Linked DNA regions of Mus musculus: all the other regions are linked to region 3. A link is a contact called in public Hi-C and HiChIP or PLAC-seq data. All regions are on one chromosome and are shown on one strand. The core of a region is the stretch at or near the end of the contact, and the rest is flanking DNA. Distances in the headings are between cores, read along the strand shown. Region 1 has its middle 44 kb from the start of Gm17745. Region 2 has its middle 28 kb from the start of Gm40742. Region 3 overlaps Cfap54 (cilia and flagella associated protein 54).

What was found. Hi-C and Micro-C count contacts between places; a contact is called where the count stands out from the background. HiChIP or PLAC-seq counts read pairs in DNA pulled down with a chosen protein or histone mark.
Region 1: a Hi-C map of the N1E-115 cell line shows a contact between it and region 3, with 20 times the contacts expected there. The contact joins two enhancer-like sites. A contact is called at or near these places in 1 of 39 promoter capture datasets (the C10 cell line), 17 of 484 Hi-C or Micro-C datasets (the Ba/F3 cell line, ECoMG myeloid progenitors, ECoMG-derived neutrophils and 12 more), 7 of 115 datasets of contacts at active chromatin or transcription factors (the 230-238 cell line, CD8 T cells, DN3 thymocytes and 4 more) and 2 of 9 other capture datasets (adipose tissue and liver).
Region 2: a contact with region 3 is called in an H3K4me3 HiChIP or PLAC-seq map of bone marrow-derived macrophages, with 8 times the contacts expected there. The contact joins two enhancer-like sites. A contact is called at or near these places in 12 of 484 Hi-C or Micro-C datasets (B cells, ECoMG myeloid progenitors, the G1E-ER4 cell line and 6 more), 8 of 115 datasets of contacts at active chromatin or transcription factors (bone marrow-derived macrophages, cardiomyocytes, effector CD8 T cells and 4 more) and 2 of 9 other capture datasets (adipose tissue and liver).

Annotation. Positions count from the first base shown.
Region 1 is chr10:93,377,708-93,382,064 of GRCm38.p6, forward strand. No RefSeq gene overlaps it. Among named protein-coding and RNA genes, the nearest start is that of Gm17745, 44 kb to the left of the region's middle. Within about 2 kb of position 2,539, at least 3 of the 459 cell types and tissues checked have an H3K27ac peak or open chromatin away from gene starts, as enhancers often do. A contact at or near this core is called in the Ba/F3 cell line and the N1E-115 cell line, where this site is marked.
Region 2 is chr10:93,401,143-93,405,252 of GRCm38.p6, forward strand. No RefSeq gene overlaps it. Among named protein-coding and RNA genes, the nearest start is that of Gm40742, 28 kb to the right of the region's middle. Within about 2 kb of position 1,904, at least 63 of the 459 cell types and tissues checked have an H3K27ac peak or open chromatin away from gene starts, as enhancers often do. A contact at or near this core is called in bone marrow-derived macrophages and effector CD8 T cells, where this site is marked.
Region 3 is chr10:93,049,665-93,053,634 of GRCm38.p6, forward strand. The region is part of intron 5 of Cfap54 (cilia and flagella associated protein 54); the gene reads right to left. Among named protein-coding and RNA genes, the nearest start is that of Gm40739, 23 kb to the right of the region's middle. Within about 2 kb of position 1,452, at least 80 of the 459 cell types and tissues checked have an H3K27ac peak or open chromatin away from gene starts, as enhancers often do. A contact at or near this core is called in the Ba/F3 cell line, the N1E-115 cell line, bone marrow-derived macrophages and 1 more, where this site is marked.

The DNA.
Region 1 (4,357 bases), core at 1,289-3,788, 330 kb after region 3:
GCGCCTTTGGGACTGCCGCCACACCCGCTCCCCACAATTCCCCCTTTTTTCTTTTTTGGCAGAGAGAATGTCTGTAGATAGCCCCTCGAAACCATGCCCCTTACCCGTCCTTGGGAGACAAACAGCATTGGTTTGATCCCTGTCTTAGGTTGGTGACATGCCCAGGGAGTCTTATCACTGACTACCTCTCTATCATGCCAAGCCACTCCTGGGGAGATTGTGTTTTGCTTGTGGCAGGTGCATCAAAAGGCCAGGATGTTAATTAACTTATGGCCAGATCTTAATTGCTGCAAGCAAGCCTCATGGGTGAAGGTAGAGGTCTGATCCCCAGTGTGCAAGCATAGGGGCCCTACACAAAACCATCCCTTAGGCTCATCACCCAGAGAGGTCTTGGCCAGCTCCCGTGTCGTTTTTCCTGGGGGAAGGGAACTAGGACACTGAACCTTCATGCAATCAGACATACCTTCCACAGGATGCCAACAGCAAGCTATCCTCTGTGCAGTGCTTAGCCTCGCACCCCACGGCATAACGCAGCATAATTTCTTTTAGAGCGGCAAACCGAATCTGAGGAGATTGTCCCGCCTCCACTGCAGCAAAAGCCTACGCTACCATGGCAAAAGTGCGGGCCTGCACACTCTGCACCTAACACATGTGCCAAACACACAACACACACACACACTATAACAAGCATACATCCCAGGGCTCTCATCCCCGCTCATCTTCTCTGAAGCAAGGGATAGATAGCCAGAGGGGCTATCTCTTTAAGGGGAATTCAGGGATCAAAAAGCGTGGAAAAATTTGAATGTCATGTCGAGCTGGTATCGGCTTCTGGAATACCGAAAGGATCTCTCATCTTGGCTCCATCCTTTGTGCTTGTGGGATCATCCACCACATCCACAGGGGCAACTGGATCAGGAGCCTCATTCTTGCAGCGTCTCACCAATCTCTCCGGCACCCAAAGAGGTTCCGTCTAATCCTGTGGAAACACACAAACAGACCCTCTCGCCCACGTCAACACCTGATCTGGTCGATCCTCTCCAAATATCCGGACAGAAGGTCCACCTACAGGTGGCTGCTGAGGAGGCATAGGGAGGCGGCACAAAAGCTAATTTGCCTTCCTCCTCCACCTCGGCTCTTTTATTTTGTCCTTTTTGACCACCTGATAACACTGTGTCTCCTTTCTTTTTCTTTTTCTTTTTCTTTTTAAGCCCTTCTCCTCTTCCGACATACTTTCTTGTTGCTCTATAAGGATTTTCTGACCTGTCTTGACTGCCTCTACACACAGTTTCAAACAGTAACAGAGTCCATATATCAGAACAAACAAGACCAAAACTATCAGACCTACCCACAAAGGGTCAATGGGAGAAAAAAGCATAACTACACAGCGAGGATCTATTGATCACTACACTGAGGTTATCATAGTTCCTTAACTTGTCCCCAAACCAGGAACCTTAACTTATCCCAAAACCAGGAACCTTTCGTTACCTTGTGCCTGCTTCCTGGCAACTTTATGCTCACCTCTATTTTATCCGAGGTCCTTCCCAAACTCCTGGGGTCACAAGTTTCACTCACCGTGAACTTACCCTGCCGGCAACCACTGACTGCTGAAAGTTCTGAACTCGGTGGGGGAGTCGGTTCCCCGTACGGGCCACCAATTGTCGCGCCTGCTCTCGACCAGCAAGAACGACGCGACCACCAGTCCTTCTAACAGCAGTTTATTCAGTCTTCATCTTTCTTCTTTCTCTTCATCAGTACCGTTCCCCAGCTGAAGAGTTCTGAATCCACACCAGATCCTTCTCAACAGTCTGTTTTACGGGAACCTTTATTAACTGCTCCTTCCCCGTGATGCAGTTCTGAATCCTCCCTGTAGCAGGGGGTCTTCGCTCTTGCCTGAAGATGTTTCTTGTCCCGGGTTTCGGCACCAACTGTCGAGCGCGCCCCCAACTCGCCAGCAAGAACGACGCCACAGCAGGATCCTTCTGCACACGTTTATTCAGTCCTATTTCTTCTTTCTCTATATATCTCCCTTGTTTATATCTCCCCTGTTTATATCTCCCTTGTTTATATCTCCCTATAATAACAATCCTCTCTCGAATAATAATCCTCCCTCTAACCCGGGCCTCTCACTCTTATATACTCTCAGTTCCCATCCACGCACAGCAGGCCACGCCACCTCACCAGGCACGCAGCTTCAGCTAATCAGGGCAGCAGGGGCAAATCTCCACCAAATTGGATTCACCTGAATCCTGGTACACCTGCGCAGCACTCAAGATGTTCGTGTCTTATATGAGGAAGTCAGGTGCAAGTCATATGACTTAGCTGCAGTCTCTGGCGCCTTTGGGACTGCCGCCACACCCGCTCCCCACAAGGGAGAGAGATGCTCAGAGGATGGTGGGTCCTTAGCCCATCTTCTGTTTGACACATCTGTCCCACTCCCACCTCCTTGTCACATCCCAGGTCCTGGTCCCTCCCCTTTCTTGTAACCGCTTCTCTTAGACTTGTAAAGCTCTTCCTGTGTGCCCGGTGGTGTTCGAAACCAGGAGTAGCAAACTTTAGCTTGTTTACCAGACCTAGTCCAGCACCTGTGTTTGTAACCGACTCTCCGTGAACTAAGAAAGGTTTTTTATACTTTTAAATCCTTGCCCCCCCCAAAAAAAGATTGAAAGATTTCATGACACATGTAAATGACTTGAAATGCAAATTTCTGTGACCATAAATAAAATCTCACTGGTGGACCAGTTATATTCATTCTTTTTTGTGTTGTCTGTGGCTGCCTATCTCGTCCCTTGGAGCTGCTGGACCATAATTTGAGTGGCCTATACACAATAGGGAGTTACTTCTCACATTTCTCGAAGCTGGGATGTTCAAAGCACCTGTATTAGGTGCTTGGTAAGAGCTTTTAGATTCATACCTATGATGTAATCTCACTGTGTAATTGCAATGTGGAATAGGTTACAGCTCTCTGGGATCCCTCTTATAAGGGTTCCACTCATGTGTCCAAACATCCTGTCCCCCTCTCAATACTATCATCTTGGGGACTAGGGCTAGACACTTTTTTGGGAGACACAAACATTCAGATTCTAGCTGTTGGTCATCTTAGAAAGAGGCTGTGACCCGATGAGTCAAAGGTATCTACCATCTGGCCTTGTGGGAAAACTTTTTTTTTTTTTAATGTCCTGAGCATTGATTGGTCTCTGATGACTACGTCCGAGTGAGAATCAAGTGACATCACTGTGGTTGTTATCCTTCTGAGACAGATGAGGGTCCTGAGGGGAAACAGGGCTAAGTGATACTAGAGCGTTCCACAGTTTATAAGTCATAGAGACAGCATCAAAGTGGGAAGGTGATGAGACAGGAGTTTAAGACAACGGGCCGCAGCATCCTATGCCAAGTCAAAGAGTCTGGGCTTGCAAGTTTCCAGATCAGGAAAGAGGTATAATAAGGGGAGATGCTAAGGTGACCCAGTGTGACCTGTTCACTTCAGAGGATTAGGAAACAAGGAGTTCTGCTTGGCCAAGTTGCCAGTGGCACTGATGGAGCCCCAGCTGCATCTCCCATGAAACTGAGAGCAAAAATAAATCTTCTTCTAGGTTGTTCCTGCCAGTGATGAAAAAATAAACTAAAACAAAGTTGAGATTCATTTTAATTTTTAATTTTTTTAATTAAAAATTTAAAATGTAATCTAAAATTTTTAATTTTTAAACTAACATTTAAAATTTTTTTTTAATTTAAAACTAAAACAACATCGAGCATACCCCTAACTATGCTGATATTTGCTCTCCCTCACCCATATCTGATTTATAGATGTCCATTCCCACCAGATGTTAACAGTGATTATAGCTGAGTGTTAGGATTACAGTCTTCAATAAAGATTTGCTTATTCTTATTTTATATGTACGAGTGTTTGCCTGAATGTGTGTATGTGTATGGCTTGTAGGCAGTGGAGGCCAACACAGTGTGTCAGAACCCCTGGAGCTGGAGTTACAGAAGGCAGGGAGATGCCCTGTAGGTGCTGGGAACTGAACCCAGCTCCTCTGTAAGAACAAGGGTCCCTCACCGTTGAGCCATTTCTCTAGCCCCAATTACTTTAATTTTTTGTTCATCTTTTTGTTTTGCTGATATTATTAAAACTCTACTGGGAATGAGGTACGCTACTGTTCCTCAGTGCTGTGGTATGTGAAGAATAGAAATTAGAGTAGCTTACAGATAAGTAAGTGCCTTAATACATATAAAATTGATAAAAATGGTACCAGGTACATGTTGATGCTGGATATGAGTTAACCAATATTACTGAAACATAAAAGGATACATTTTTTTGATTATGAAAACACTGTGGAAATAAGTAAACAAAGACAGG
Region 2 (4,110 bases), core at 654-3,153, 350 kb after region 3:
ATTAAACAATGAATCCCCAGTGGAATGGGTTTGCCATATAGAACCTTTGAAAGGTCATTAGGACATGGACAGTCACTAGTTCTCTAGTCCAGTGAATGGGATTCGGGCCTTTACCAGAAGAGACACGAGAAAGATGGTGTCTTAGTCAGGGTCTCTATTCCTGCACAAACATCATGACCAAGAAGCAAGTTGGGGAGGAAAGGGTTTATTCGGCTTACACTTCCATGCTGCTGTTCATCACCAAAGGAAGTCAGGTCTGGAACTCAAGCAGGTCAGGAAGCAGGGGCTGATGCAGAGGCCATGAAGGGATGTTCCTTACTAGCTTGCTTCCTCTGGCTTGCTCAGCCTGCTCTCTTATAGAACCCAAGACTGCCAGTCCAGAGATGGTCCCACCCACAAGGGGCCTTTCCCCCTTGATCACTAATTGAAAAATGCCTTAGAGTTGGATCTCATGGAGGCATTTCCTCAACTGAAGGTCCTTTCTCTGTGATAACTCCAGCTGTGTCAAGTTGACACAAAACTAACCAGTATAGATGGCCACTGTCTTCACCAGGTGAAGCCATGGCAAATCATGAAAAGGGTGCTCACCACGAATAGAATCAACAGGTACCTTGACTTGGACAGCCTCGCCTCAGAATTGTCAGAAACCAAATGCCTGCTGTTTAAACCGCCTAGCTTATGTTGTTAATTGTAGCAGGCTAAGTGTAACAGATGTTCATGGTCAATTAATTAATAATTAGTTATTAATAATGATGCACAGTAGTACCTGACTTTTGTATGTTTCTGATTTTATCTACAGTTGCATGCCTATATGTGCTTTTATATTCCACATTTAGGAAGTTTTCTCCTCAAATGTTAACTGGTTATCTCTGGATAGAAAGGGGTGTGGTCAAAGAGTTTCCTGGGTAAAAGCCACAAGTCAGCAGCCCTAATACGCCAAGCTCTAATCATCCAGCCCAATATGTCAATTGGAAAGCAAGCAGTAGAGAAAAGCAGGGTGAGGCGAATGCCCTGGAAAAACAAGCACAAGAAAAAAGAGGTTCAGTCACCCGAGTTCATCTCCAGGATGCCAACATAAGCTTCAGGCTTAAACAGAAAGGATTTGGCCGGCGGGGTGGGGGTGGGATGCTCGGGGGAATGAGTTATCTATAAGTCTTGGTGCTGTAAAGTGTGTATGCATTCGTATATGTATATACATGTACATTTACGTATACATATGTTTATAGACAATTCCTTAAGAAGGAGAAAGACACTTCTGAGGAAGGGGTTGGAGAGCTGGAAAAGACCCACAGTCTTCTGCCTCCATGGCCCTGATCCTTTATAGGTCCTTTACATTCTCCCACATTTTCACATCTGGGAACTTCACCACCTTGCTCTGTTTTATTGCTGGTGGTGAAGGTGGTGTGTGTGTGTGTGTGTGTGTGTGTGTGTGTGTGTGTGTGTCTGTATGTGTGTGCCTGTGTGTGTCTGTGTGTGCCTGTGTGTGTGTGTGTGTGTGTGTATGTATGTTTATGTGTGTGTCTGTGTGTGTGTGTGTGTCTGTGTCTCTGTGTCTGTGTGTCTGCATGTGTGTGCCTGTGTGTGTCTGTGTCTGTGTGTGTGTGTGTGTCTGTGTGTGTCTATGTGATAAAGGCATTTGCCTTCTTTCTTATGGTAATCTTGATGCCTGCTTCTCCACACCCTGAGCTCATGCCACGCTGGTCAGGATGTGGTCTGGGTGGCCACACACTGTGTTGGTTCTGTGAAGTGATCAAAGGGAGTCCTTATTTCTTGAGGAGGCAAGCTCCTTCTCAAGAGGCACTCCTTGCCATCATAATATAACTGTCCTCTTCTGGAGGGTGGTCTGTCCTTCCAGGCTTTTCTGCTCCTGGAGTCAAAATGACTGAAGGTCTTGCACAACGGCTGTGGGCTGCCTGGGGCTGGAACAGGTCATTGGAGAACACAGGCAGGAAGAAGTGTCAGTTAGTTCTTTGCTGTCAAAACAAAAACTTAGGGGACGTTTAGAAACTTGCTTATAAAACAACTGAGGGCAGAATTCAGCTCACATTGCTTAACTTTAAAAAATATATACACTATTTAAAAAAACAAACTAGAATTAGCTATCCATAATGCTGGATCCATTCAATATTCAGGACATTATAGATATTCCTAGGATGGTGTTTTGTTCCAACACATCACTTGCAGGTTGATAATGTATTCGGTAATCCTAACTGCTGAATGTCACTGCTGAGCAGTACAGTACGCTGCATAGTGTTGGGTGTTTAGATGTAACCACTCAGGCTTTCCACCCACACCCCAGTTCCTGAATAATGACTCAGAATCTTATTTATTAATGAGTAAATGCCTAGGCCTTAAACTAGGCTTGTTTTCTGACTAGCTTGTATCTTAATACTTTTCTATGTCTTCCACATGGCTAGTTACCGCTCCTCGATTTCACATGTCTGACTTTCAAGTCCAGGTGGGAATCTTTTCCTGTGACTAACTATATCCCAGAGTTCCTCTCTCTTTGCTGGATGTCCCACCTTCTGCCTCAGCTTATTGGCTACCAGATTTCTATTGACAGCTGATGCTTCCATGTAGTACATGAGAGATTATCCCTACATTTAACTTTATAATTGGACGGCTATGAGCTGTGACTTTCTGTGACTTGCTGTGACAAGCAGCATGAAGAAGTATGATGCAGAATATCAACAATCCAAGAATAGATCAAAACTCAAGTGAGGCACAGCAAAATGATGTCCTCTGGACGTGACCTGGCTGAGGCACTCCTACCACACTGCAGCTGCACTTAACTCTATGAGACCAGCACAAAGTTGGGCCCGCCAACATGTCATCATGGATGGTGGAGGGGCCCAAGAAGCCCCACCATTCCCTGACAGCTAATATTGCCTGAAGAGAAAGTATCATTTTCTTCAGTAATATATACATCACTGAAAAAATATATATCACTGAAAAACTATATCCAGTGATATATATACATATATACACATATACGTATATACATATATAAATATAAAACATATATGTGTGCATATATCCACACATGCTTGCACACACACAAACACCCCACACACATATCCCCAGTGGTAAATTGACCATGTTCCAGTAAACAACTCCAACCATGCTCATGCAGGAGACCCTGAGGAAACTCAGTAGGCCTCACACGCCCAAAATAAATGGAGCTAGAAGGATGGATTGTTGGAAAGAAGAAGGATTTCTGCAGGAGATGGGGCACAAGACAGGGAAATGGATTAAGAGTAATTATAAACAGGTATGAAGTAGTCAAAGGATAAAAATAAGTAAATATTGAAAATTCACAAGAAAAAGAGCAAAATTCAGTATCTAGCTTCTGTGGGTTGTCTAGCACTTTCACATCATAAAGTGAAAAATGCCAAGGAAGACCATTGTAAGCCGGAACCCATCTTTACTATCCTAAAAATTAGGTCCTTCCTGGTTGTTTTTGTTTGTTTGTTTGTTTTGTTTTTGGACTAAAATCCCCATTCTTCAGCAAAAAGATAGTGGTCATAAAATCCCTATTCTTCAACAAATAATGGAGGTCAGACGTGGTAATACTTTGCCGGTGAGTAGGAGACCAGGGATGACACCCTCAGAAATTCTTTCCCTTGTTGTTGGGAGAGAAGTAAAGGAGAGGCTATGAAAATGGCCAGGGGTGGGCCCAGGACTGGAGCCCTCCATGATGATACAGATCCCTTCACCTCAAAGAGTCATGGTGCAGTCTGATATGCTGGAGCTATAAAGAATGGTAACCTTGTAAAGAGTGCGGCGTTGAAAGAGAGTAGAAGGGAGGGGAAGGGATGGGAGGATTTTTACAGCAGAAACCTTGACAAGCAGGACCCCAGCCTTGTGATCAAGGTCAACATCCACTGTCAGAAACCAAACCAAACCAAACGTCACACATCTATGAGATGACGCTGTGAAAACAGAAGTTTACTTCTGTGGTTTTCCCCCAAACTGTAGCCAAGCGTCATGATGATGATGATGATGAAGATGATGAAAATAACAATAGTGACGACAACAACAGCAACCACCTCTAGGCAAAGCCAGGCAGTGCTGACATTCACCTTCAAAGTCAGACAGATCCCTTTAGGC
Region 3 (3,970 bases), core at 202-2,701:
TAGACTGGGGAGCCTGTGAGTCATCCTCATATCGTAACCATATTGTAATCATATGGTAACCTCATATCACCTGGCAAGTAGTGGGCACACGGAAAATGCTTGTTGACTAGCAAACAGACCTTCACTAAAGGGGTAGCTCACCAAGCTGGCTATGGAAATACTTCAGGCGATCATTGAAGTGGTAGGGCTCGAGGCTCCCCTAACTTTCTTCCCACGGACACCACCAGCACCAGACATCCCTACCAAGAGTTCCTATCCCGGTAACAAGAAACCATGGCAGCATAGGGCGATTTTTAACACGAGAAAATGACAACTTCATAATCTAAACTAAAATCCACCTAAATAGGCTTCCGGCGCGCAGTCCTAGCTAGGTCTTCTGGGAAAGTGCCAAGCAATGCACAACTCACTTCCAAACACAGGCGTCCAAGGACCTGAAAATACCCAAGCAGCCTGTGCTCCCCGCTAGATCTGTCTCCGAGATAAATTTTCCGGGTCCCTGTAGAACTCTTCCAACTTCATCTCCCTCATCCAGCACGGCTAGTGTTCAGAGGCTTTTCTCTAGGGTGTCTGGGTGGCCACAGTGAGGAGATTCAGGCCCAGTTCTGAAGACAGGCCACTGCCAAGTCAGTGGGGCCGTGGTGGTACCTTCTGCCACTGCGGCCCAGGTTGTTGGTTTACCTTGCCAGCATCAGCAGAACCTCCTATTCCCTCGCACCCACTGCCCCACAACAACCCTGTTTCGGGATCATCGTGGTTCAGAGGCTATGGTGTAAAAGTCTGTGTAAATACCCTCTTCAAATCAACAGGCCTTTGCAAAAATCCCTCAAAGCTTCCGCAGCAAGAAAGAAAAATCGCGTTTCAAACTAAAGTCAGCTTCTCTTCATCGTTACACTGGGGTTTGAGAGAGAGAGAGAGAGAGAGAGAGAGAGAGAGAGAGAGAGAGAGAGAGAGAGAGAGAGAGAGAGAGAGCCCTGAGAGTATATTGCCATTGCCAGAAGGGACCTTAAGTTAAATCTAACCTAATCTGACTCAGAGTCTGAACTGTTTCTGAAAGAGGTGAACTGGGGCTGGAATTCAAGTCTTTGAACTGCTAAGTGCAGCATTCTTTCCACCACTCAGCGAAGCTTTGACAAAGGAGAGGAGTGTGCCAAAACCCACCGGAAAACCTGCTTTCAAGTCTGGAGATGAAAAGCCACTGGGGGGAGAAGCGGGGGGCAAGTAACATTTTTTTCTCTAACCCTAAAGGCAAGAAATAATTATTTTTATTAATAAAGTAGATGTACTAAAACAGGACAATTTTCTTCACAGGAAAATCAAACTTCAAAGAGCTAAAAATCTAGATGGATCTAAAATCATGGACCTCACAAAAGCTTGCTTCAGGTGTCAGCAGGGGGGAAAAAAAACAATAAACTAACTCGGCCACAGGGTGGCAGTGTAGCCTCGTGTATCACAGGTTCATGTCAGGAGCCATTTCAAGGTTGACTTGAGATTTAAGTAATAATACGGGAGTGGCTTAACGGCTGTGTGAGCCAAATACTTCACCAGAAAGCAAAGCATAAGTCCATACTGTTGCTAGTGTCTTCTTTAACGTTTGTTGAGTCCCAGACTGCCCCTTACGATGCCTCAGAAGATCCAAAGCAAAGGTGTCTCTTGATTGTTAGCGGGAGTACTGCTTAGGCATGTACTGGTGAGTGCTTTAGTGGCTTCTGTCTGAAGAAAAGCCCTTCATCAGTCTTGGTCTTTGGGATTTTAGAGAAAAAAAAAAAAAGATCTGTCCCTCCACACGGTTCCTCCATTGGAGTAGGTAAACCAGAATAAGACAGGCAAGCCAGGAGCCGATTTAGTGACTGGATAGGCATTGCTCTTTAGTTGTGTGGTGGTTCTTGTGACTGTGGCCTCAGAACGCTGCAATCTACACCGGTAATTGTGAGCAAGCTCGGTTTTCTTAGCCTCTGCATCCTCAGCTGAAAGTTTAGTGAAAACGGTGTCCTTGTTAAAGTGTTGGTATGAGGATCAAGTGAGAAGATTCATGAAAGTACTTAGCAGAATACATGGGATGTGGGTGAACTATGGTCCATATGGTGGTGGTGGTAGTGATGGTTGTGAGAAGAAGGGGGAGGAGGAGGAGGAAAGAGGAGAAGTGAGGAGGAGGAGGAGTGAGGAGGAGGAGTGAGGAGGAGGAGGAATGAGGAGGAGGAGGAGGAGTGAGGAGGAGGAGTGAGGAGGAGGAGAAGTGAGGAGGAGGAGGAGTGAGGAGGAGGAGGAATGAGGAGGAGGAGGAGTGAGGAGGAGGAGTGAGGAGGAGGAGAAGTGAGGAGGAGGAGGAGTGAGGAGGAGGAGTGAGGAGGAGGAGGAGTGAGGAGGAGGAGGAGTGAGGAGGAGGAGTGAGGAGGAGGAATGAGGAGGAGGAGGAGTGAGGAGGAGTAGGGGGTAGGAGGAGGAGTGAGGAGGAGGAGGAGTGAGGAGGAGGAGTGAGGAGGAGGAGGAGGAGGAGGATATCACTGCCTGGTAGTAGTAGTACTGATGATCTCTACCTCAAAAGACTATAGTGAGGATTGCTATGCATGCCAAACCCTTCCACAATACTCAGAATGTTGCAGGGTTTGCAGCAATAATGAGGGGCAGCCATAATGCCTGGTTTCTACATTACTAGAAGATTAAGTCAGCCAAGAATGACACCGAGAGTACTGGGTAACTAGTACTATTTCTGTCTCATGCAGTTACAGACTTGAACTCAGGGACTGGAAAAATGGTAAAGTGTCATGCAAGCACAATGACCTGAGCTCACTCCTCAGCACCCATCAAAGAGCCAGGCACGGTGGTATGTGTCTTTAAGTCCTGTACTGGGAGGAGAGAGAAACAGACTGGAGGTTCTGATGATACGGGCAAGGTAAACCAACAACCTTGGCCTCGGTGGCAGAAAGCACCACCAAGGTGACACAGGGCTGACTTGGCAGTGATATGTCTTCACAACTGGACCTGAATCACCCCCACGCCCAGAACCAAATGGTGCAAGTTCTGTGAGAGAGAGAGTTCCTGTCTCAAAAACCAAAATGAAGATCAACTGTGGATGGTACCTGACATCAACTTCTGGCCTATAAACATTCATACATGTGTACACGCCCACAGAGATGCACACACATTCATATATGTATAGACACACACATTCATCTGTGGTAATCACACACACAGACACATTCACACATGTGTATACATACCCGTACTAAATGAATAAAAATATTTTTTTAAAAAACAGGCAAGCTTTATCAAGTCAAAGTTCCCTAGAGCTGGTAGGTAGGCTTCCTGTGTGGTGGGGTCTCCAGGGCTTATGTCCATTAAGTGGAGTTACCCATGTGTAGCCTCAGATAAGCTATGTGAAGATACTGTGTGGAGACTTGGGAATTTCTGGGTGGAAAAAAGTCTTAATTCCCTTGAAGCTTGCCACAGGGAACAAATGAGTAGCGCCTAATAAATGAGTAGATCCTTAGGTGACAGCTGTAGAACCCCTAAATCCTTGCAGGCGGCATTGCCCCAAACCCCTTCCCACAGGCTGGGGGCTACTCAACTATCCTCTTCTACCATGTACTTTGTCAGAGACAAACTCAAGTCCCATGAGGCTGGGAGAAGAGATGTTTGGTATGGATTATAAATGAATTATTTTAAGAGGACTATCACATTGATTTAAAATCCTCTTGATATTAACAACGGCCAACACTAACAACCAATTGCTAATACAGACAGATGTGCCCTTCAAAGCTCTTGACATGCAAACTCTAGAGCAGACCAAGCCATGGCAGCTCTGTGGAGCGGTATTTGTTAACACAGCAACTGTGAAATCTTTTTTAGGATCTCAACAGCAACTAAAGGCAGCATGGGCGGCAGAATCTACAGAGCAGCTTATTATTATATGTGGGACAGCCTCACTTCTGTTTAATTTGTACTCAAAACGCTGGCCCAGAATTTGTTCAAG